Regions from separate parts of the Mus musculus genome. Here region 1 is linked to region 2. A link is a contact called in public HiChIP or PLAC-seq data. All regions are on one chromosome and are shown on one strand. Each heading gives the region's core, a stretch centred on a gene start, on an enhancer-like site or on the middle of the called end of the contact. The rest is flanking DNA. Distances are from core to core; before and after follow the strand shown. Region 1 overlaps Inpp5a (inositol polyphosphate-5-phosphatase A). Region 2 overlaps Inpp5a (inositol polyphosphate-5-phosphatase A).

The links. HiChIP or PLAC-seq counts read pairs in DNA pulled down with a chosen protein or histone mark.
Region 1: an H3K27ac HiChIP or PLAC-seq map of the HPC-7 cell line shows a contact between it and region 2, with 5 times the contacts expected there. The contact joins two enhancer-like sites. A contact is called at or near these places in 1 of 15 datasets of contacts at CTCF or cohesin (stem cell-derived epiblast-like cells), 19 of 484 Hi-C or Micro-C datasets (the HPC-7 cell line, adipose-derived mesenchymal stem cells, cumulus cells and 8 more), 6 of 115 datasets of contacts at active chromatin or transcription factors (the HPC-7 cell line, bone marrow-derived dendritic cells, cardiomyocytes and 1 more) and 2 of 9 other capture datasets (adipose tissue and embryonic stem cells).

What each region holds. Positions count from the first base shown.
Region 1 is chr7:139,565,057-139,568,551 of GRCm38.p6, reverse strand. Inpp5a (inositol polyphosphate-5-phosphatase A) reads right to left here. Exons shown (of 16, transcript NM_001127363.1): 12 at 1,115-1,188. Among named protein-coding and RNA genes, the nearest start is that of Gm33031, 16 kb to the left of the region's middle. Within about 2 kb of position 1,766, at least 25 of the 459 cell types and tissues checked have an H3K27ac peak or open chromatin away from gene starts, as enhancers often do. A contact at or near this core is called in the HPC-7 cell line, where this site is marked.
Region 2 is chr7:139,490,776-139,494,192 of GRCm38.p6, reverse strand. All of the region lies in intron 4 of Inpp5a (inositol polyphosphate-5-phosphatase A), which reads right to left. Among named protein-coding and RNA genes, the nearest start is that of Gm33031, 90 kb to the left of the region's middle. Within about 2 kb of position 1,597, at least 7 of the 459 cell types and tissues checked have an H3K27ac peak or open chromatin away from gene starts, as enhancers often do. A contact at or near this core is called in the HPC-7 cell line, where this site is marked.

The DNA.
Region 1 (3,495 bases), core at 517-3,016, 74 kb before region 2:
CTCCTTGAGTCCTGCTGTTTGGAGCCAGTATGCAAGTGTCCAGTAGCTTGGCCTGGGCACCAAACAGATGTCTGGGAGTTACTAGGTCCTGCGGCTCCTGTTTCTCCATCCCTGAAACTCTATCCAGCTCCCTCACCTTAGTCTCCTAGGTCAGGGGGCTATGGGTTGGCAGCTGAAAAGGAAGCCTAGGTCTGTGCAGGAGTGGGTCTTCCACTGCCATGCTTGATCACATACAGTTGGCACAGAGATGGGGTGGCACTAGCAGAGAGGATAAAATCCCTGGTATTTCCTACCAGACAGGTGTGAAACGGGCACCGGCAGCATGACCAAGTCAACAGAATAGCTCAGTTGGTTGCAAAGTCCCCTCAGCACTTTAGGTCATAAGACTTGGGATCTGACATAGCCACAGGGCTGGAGAGAGGAGCATCCACAGCCACTGAAGCTTATGCCTGCAACAATCCCGTATCCTTAGGAGCCTCCTTCTGTACACTGCTAGGAGGAGGATGCAAAGGCCAAGAGGCAAAGCATAGCTGCAGAGGATGGTGGGTAAATCTGGAAGTTTGGTCCACTACACACCACACATTGCTTTCTGTTAGGCCTTTGGCCTTCCCTTCCACCCCAGGACACCAAGGCCTGGAAGTCTGAAGGGAACCAGGGCTGTTGTTGCGGATATCAAGGTTCCTGGAGCACCAAAGGGCAACGCTTCAGAGCTCTCCCGGGAAGCCACGTGACGGGGACTCTGAAGACTGGTTTGTTTTGTTTTCACATTGGAAAGAGGTCTTTAAAACATAGAATCATTTATTACTCATAGCTAATTCCTTTCTTCAGGCCATGGAAATGGTACGGGGAGAAAATAATTCATACACATGGGTGCACACATGGAGACAGATGCACAGAATACAAGTACACATATGCACACAGGCATGCAAACATGCCATGGTGACATACACAGGTGCTTATGTACACAGGGCGCATACATGTGTGCACATACTCATGTTCTTAGATACACATGTACACACATGCATGCGGATGCACACACCAGCACTGACACACAGGCACACCTGAGGAGGTCGCTGAGAAGGCTGCCTGCTTCAGCAGGTACAGGGCCCCTTACCTGGGGGGGAATGAGATGTCCAGTTCATACAGTCTGTCCTTAAAGACAGACAACTCCTTGTCAAATTCCAAGAGCTAAAGAAAAAGAAAGAAGAGAACAGAATCACTTGTTTTCCTCACTAGAAGATGGGGTCTGGGTGTACCTGGGTTGTGTGCAAATTCCTAAAAAACAGTATGACAAACATCCAGTGTGATCTAACCCTACTCAGAGACCAGGATCCATTGCCACCAAGACTCAGGTCACCAGCCTGTCTTTACCACCCAGCCGCCTCTGCTGTGAGAAGTGCAAGGACGTTGCTTAGCTGCCTGGCCCTGCTCACAGGAGTCACGGGAAGACTCCCCGAGAAGCACACATCCCCTGAGTGGGGCCCGGCAGTCCTTTCCATGGAGAGGGAAAATGTCCAGTGCTGAAAGTGGTCCTCAGAGCGAGCAAGAGCAACTCAGCACACTACAAACTGCAGCCGAGTCTGCACACTGCTTCGAGTGACATTCACTTCCTCAAACACAGGAGGTGGCAGACGCCGGGCTCCCTCAGGAGGCTTCCATCAGAGTACTGTGCCTGCTGGAAGGAGAGGTCCCACCAGCCATGACTGTCCAGTCACCATGAACACCCTGTGGGATACTACCCATTAATCATGTCCTACCCCACAGCTGTGCGCAGCCGTGGCATCGCACTGGGGCTCCCCTTAAAACCACACCGTGTCTTCATCTCTTCCTTCCTCCTCATCCATCATTCTTGAATGTGCAATTACCGGCATGTGTATACTGTAATTACTTGTGTGCCAGCCTGCTTCCTGCCTACTGGTGTGGGTCTCCTGCCTGTGTGCCTTCTCAGAGCTGCCTTCATCAGATCAGCACCAGGCTGGGCGCCACTCCTATCAACTAGAGTGACTTTGAACTGGTTAAGGACCAAGTCAAAGACAGCTGAAATCCCCCCTGAGGTGACGCTGTTTATGGGAGAGGAGAAAGGGGTAAGCCATCACTCCAGACAGTCCCCTTGTTTAATGTCATAACCTCAGAGCCATGCAGCAGCATACTGGATATTCACAGACTCAAGCCAGAGGTCCTCAGACCCTGGCTGGCGTGGCTCCAACACTGGCTTCTTTCTGTCTGGCACTACTTTGATGAACAAAAGAGGAAGATACGTGTTTGTTTAGAGCTGTCATCTGTGTGAGTCAGGAGCCAGTGTCCCCCACGGGTCTAGGTAGAAGCCTGAGGCAGCTCAAAGTTAGAAAGTACCACAAGAAACAGGTGCACTGGGCCAAAGCCCAGAGGCAACTGCTAACTGCAGTTTTAGGAAAGCGTGGGCGGAGCAGAGCATCCCACTCTCCTAAATATCTTTTCTCCATGTTTACCGTGGACTTGTAAGGAGGACATGCAACCTTGTGGGATCTTCTGAATGTCCTCTTGAGGGGGAACTGCACCTCTTCTCTTCAAAAATGACCAATTGCTTCTGCCTGCTGAGGTTCTGGAGGCCTACTGCCTCCCGTGAGTTATGTGCCAACTTCTTCAGGCTAGTGTAGGATTGCCTCTTCCTATTTGAAACAATGCTGTTTTACTCGGTGTCTGAATTTTCAATTATTCCTGCTCAGGATTCACTGCTTCCTGATCTGTAGACAGGTGTAAACACAGGCAGGTGGTAGCCAGTGGGACGTGGCCCTCTGTCCACCCACCCTGCCCCATATCGCCTGCTACATCTCTTAAGTTTCAGTGCTGCTTCTGGGTCAGGCCTCCTCCTATTCCCCAGTTTGCAAACTTCATCTTCACTCAGCCTTGGCATGCATACGTTAATTTCAGCAACTATAATTTTAGAGGCTCTGTATGTCCTCAACTATCAGGCTTTTTCATGGGTCTTCTGTGCCTCTGGCTATTGTTTTCAGACTCTTGATCAAAAGTCGAGTGGTTTTTTTCTCCATGCTCTGCAGACTGGAGTTGTGAGCTTATCTTTGATGGTTCAATGCTTGAGAGAATGAATGTCATCTACCTTCCAGGATATTCTAACCCAGTCACAGAAAATGGCAGACAAATTCTTGAATCCTCACAAGAAAGCTGTGGGTTGGGCATCCATTGCCCGGTGGCTACCTGGTGGCCTGAGGCCCACAGTCCTGACATGACACCTGTCTGGGCTACAGAAGCCATCAGAGTAGAGTCTTCTTGCCTTTATGGGTTCAAGGCCTGCTATGCCTTCTACCCTGGCTCTGGCCAGTCTTCTAGAAGCAGCAGGGGTACAAATTCTGGAAACACATATAGACAGGGACCCTGCAGAGATGGAATTTGAGCCAACATGATTTACTTAGCCTTGGAGAATGAAGTGCTGGTTTTGTGCCAGGTTAAGTGTTGCTCAGATGAAGGCAGATACCACCTTTGGCTACTAAGGTCCAC
Region 2 (3,417 bases), core at 348-2,847:
ACCTTCTACTCTCACCTGCTACACCTGTGTCTTACTGACAAGTCTGCTCAGATTCCCCGCCCGTGTCAGAGGTCAGGTCCACAGCCCCACTTCTATTGATCAGAAACAGTTATTTACACGAGGAACTTCAGGTAAAATTCCCAGTCGGAGGTTTTGCAAAAGTTGTCTCATAGGCTGTGAGCTGTCTTTACTTTTGCATCAAAACAAAGGTTTCATTTGAGGATTACTGCCTTCCAATACTTGCTTCGATCACTTCTCCCTCAGGTTTGTAAGCACATAGAAATGAATTTCCATAGTCTCTGGTGAAAGTTGGACTTTATTCATAGCAAATGGTCAGCTAAGGGCCACTGTTCCCTTATGCAGAGCATACCCTTATGGCTCAACAGCCTGGACACCTCCGTCAAAATCAAAGGTGGTATGTCCCTGTAATCCCAGCCCTCAGAAGCCTGAGGCCAGCCTGACCCAGTGGATTTGCAGAGTCCTTTCCAGCCCTCTGCCTGTTTTTCCGGGTTTATACCTACACTCCATCGGTTTGCCCACTGCAGATTTATAGGAAGTCTTGATCAGGCAAGATGAGCCCTCAACTGTCCTTTGTCAATGTTGTTGAGGCCACTGTAGGTCCTTTATACTTCCATATAAAACATAAATGCAGATTTCTGATTTCTACAAAACCTCTGCTCCAACATTGATTAGAATCACACCGGAGCATCATGCCAATCTTGGTAGAACAGACACGTCAATACCACTAAGCATTCCCCGAGCCTGGGACAGCTCCACATACTCAGGTCTCACTAATTGGTATAAGCTGCATGTGATGGCTCTCAGGATGCAGGTCTTAGAGAGCACTGACCTAAGACAGTTCTGAATAGTTCATACTTTGGTGCTATTATAAAGGGTAATGTTATCTAAATTTCAGCTTGCAAGAGAATCATTTACAAGTTGATAGCTTGCAAGCCATTGGACACAGGACAAGATGTCAAAGACCTAAACAAAGTACTTCCATGTTAACAAGCCCAGTCCTGGTCGCTTGTGAGAGTACTGCACCCTGGTGGCTCACTGAAGGAACCTCGCTCTCATTATTCCAACACACTCCATTAAAGAAGTTGATCCTATACCTCAAACAGATTGTGTTTGTCTCTGGGTTGGATTCTCAAACCACAGCCTGAAAGGTAAAAGTGTGTCCATAGGGGCATGGAGTAAGCTGGATGGAGGAGCAGAGGCCATGTGGAAAAGGACTAAAACAGCTTCATTTATAGGACTGGCCACACTCCATCTGGTTGCCACATCCCATGAGGACACTGGAGTTCCCCCTGGTCTCTACCCACCTAGGTCTGACCTTGCATCTCTTTTGTGAAAGGCAAAAGACTGAATTCAAGAAAAATAACAACAAACTGGGTTCAGTCACTATTGCTAGACTGCTCTATAAATTCACTTTAATATGAATTTAAGGCTAGATCAGATAGGTCTTTAAATTAGTAACAACCAGCCTGTCCACAGATGAATGTCCTCCCATTGTCCCCCAAATCTTACAGCTGTCCCCACCAACTACCTAGTCACACTCTACTTCCTTCTTTGATGCTCTAAGCATAGCAAAACTCTGACTTCCTTTCTCCCTGTCAATCATGGTCAGATAGTCTATGTGCCAGTGATGGGAGCCCCTTCCTGTGCTGCCTGATGCAATATTTGCTCCCTGAATGCCAGGTGCTTCCTATATGTCCTCGTGTGTTGGCTTAAGTGTCTGTTCCCTTCCATGTAGTATGTAACATGGTACATGTTATATGTTGTTGGCTCTGGAGCCCAATTGAAAGCACAGGCTTCCGCTGCGCTGTGCTCTGCGTGGGTTACTAAATTCCCTTGGCTCTACTTGGGCTAAGGAACGGCTCGTGCTCAGTAGCTGCAAGGACCCAGCTAAGACAGTGCTGGCCACTAAGGGCTCCTTGGCAACTGCCTAGCTCGTACTAGAGCTTGCACAGTGATGTCAACCTGGGATGTCAGTTACTGAACCCAGCAAAGCACACAAAATGATACCATAGGAACCCAGCTAGCTCTGGTAGGGTGACTGGCCAGTAGGACTGACAGATGCAGCTGCCTACAGACAAATGTTGGGGCCTCAGCTGTGCTCCACACAACCCTTACTGAACTATCTGGCACAGAAAGACCCTTGTGTGGGGGTCGGGGGAAGGTACATTAGCAAGGTGAGCTGAGGAAACAACACTCCACACTGATACATCTATGTCCTTCTTTGTAAGATGCTTCTTTCGCAGCTCCTCATCCTAATGCATTCCCAGAGTCTGGGCCAACGTCTCAACCACACCCTCTATATTCAACAGCCCAGAACACAGGTCCTGAGGGGCAGAAGCGAGGGTAGCCATCCTTGTGTCTTGGGCCAGCAGCAGGCTGAACACACAGGAGCACACCCTGGTTTTCGAGGGCTGACAAACTGGCTATACCTCATCCTTAGGTCAGGTAAGCGGGTCCAAGATCTTGGCTGAGCCTGGCAGACTTTGGTTGCTGAGAAGCAAACCCATGGCTCTGTCCTCTAAGGGTATGGGTGGTGGTGTTCCAGAGTTCCTCCATGTGGTCATTTGATGAGCCTCCCTATGGCACAGGGCACATGCACCTCCCTCTGAGACTTTTGTCCGACTACTGCCAGAGGTGAGTTGAGCACCACTTGCCCAGCAAAAAGCAGCCCACAAGAGAATGCAACATTCTCATCTAGTCATGGGGATCTGGCATTCAGGAGGCGAGTGCTACCGAGCAGTCACTACATTATCTCAGGGGAGCAACCATGGGTATGCAAAGATGACTTGGGCTCTGGTCATCTCCTATTCCAAACCTGGTATTGGTGGATTGGTCGTGTCTCCACAGTACCGAACCTGGGGGAGAGTAACACTGGAATGATGTTGGGGAAGTGTTGAGGACATATACCAACATCCTGCATGCCAGGCAGCCATTGCCACCTCTTCCTCCTCAGTCAATGTTCTCTAAACCAGGACAGAGTAAGTGTTCTTTCCTTAAGACCATGGCAAGTAGGCAACATGGCTGGTTGGAGTTATATCACCCTTGTGAACGGCCATAGATTCAATCAAAGTATTCACCAAGGTTCAATCGAATAGGTTCACCAAGCTGGTGGCCCCATCCCTCCTTCCAGTACTGAGCCTTCCCAGAATGCTGTGACATTCCCTCCCTGTCCTACATCCATAAGCAGATATCCCAACCTCTTCTTCCTGACTACCTTGGGTCTAAATATGAGTGACAACGGAGAGGTGGGGATAGGCATGGCCGATGGGCACTCATAGACACTTGTGGCTAAGCAGAGGAAAGCTCTGGCATGTGTACCATGTTACTACGGCTCTCTGCCCCAAACTCCTTTATCAGAAAGTAGACAGCACATGGGGAACATAGGCAACTGCTTTG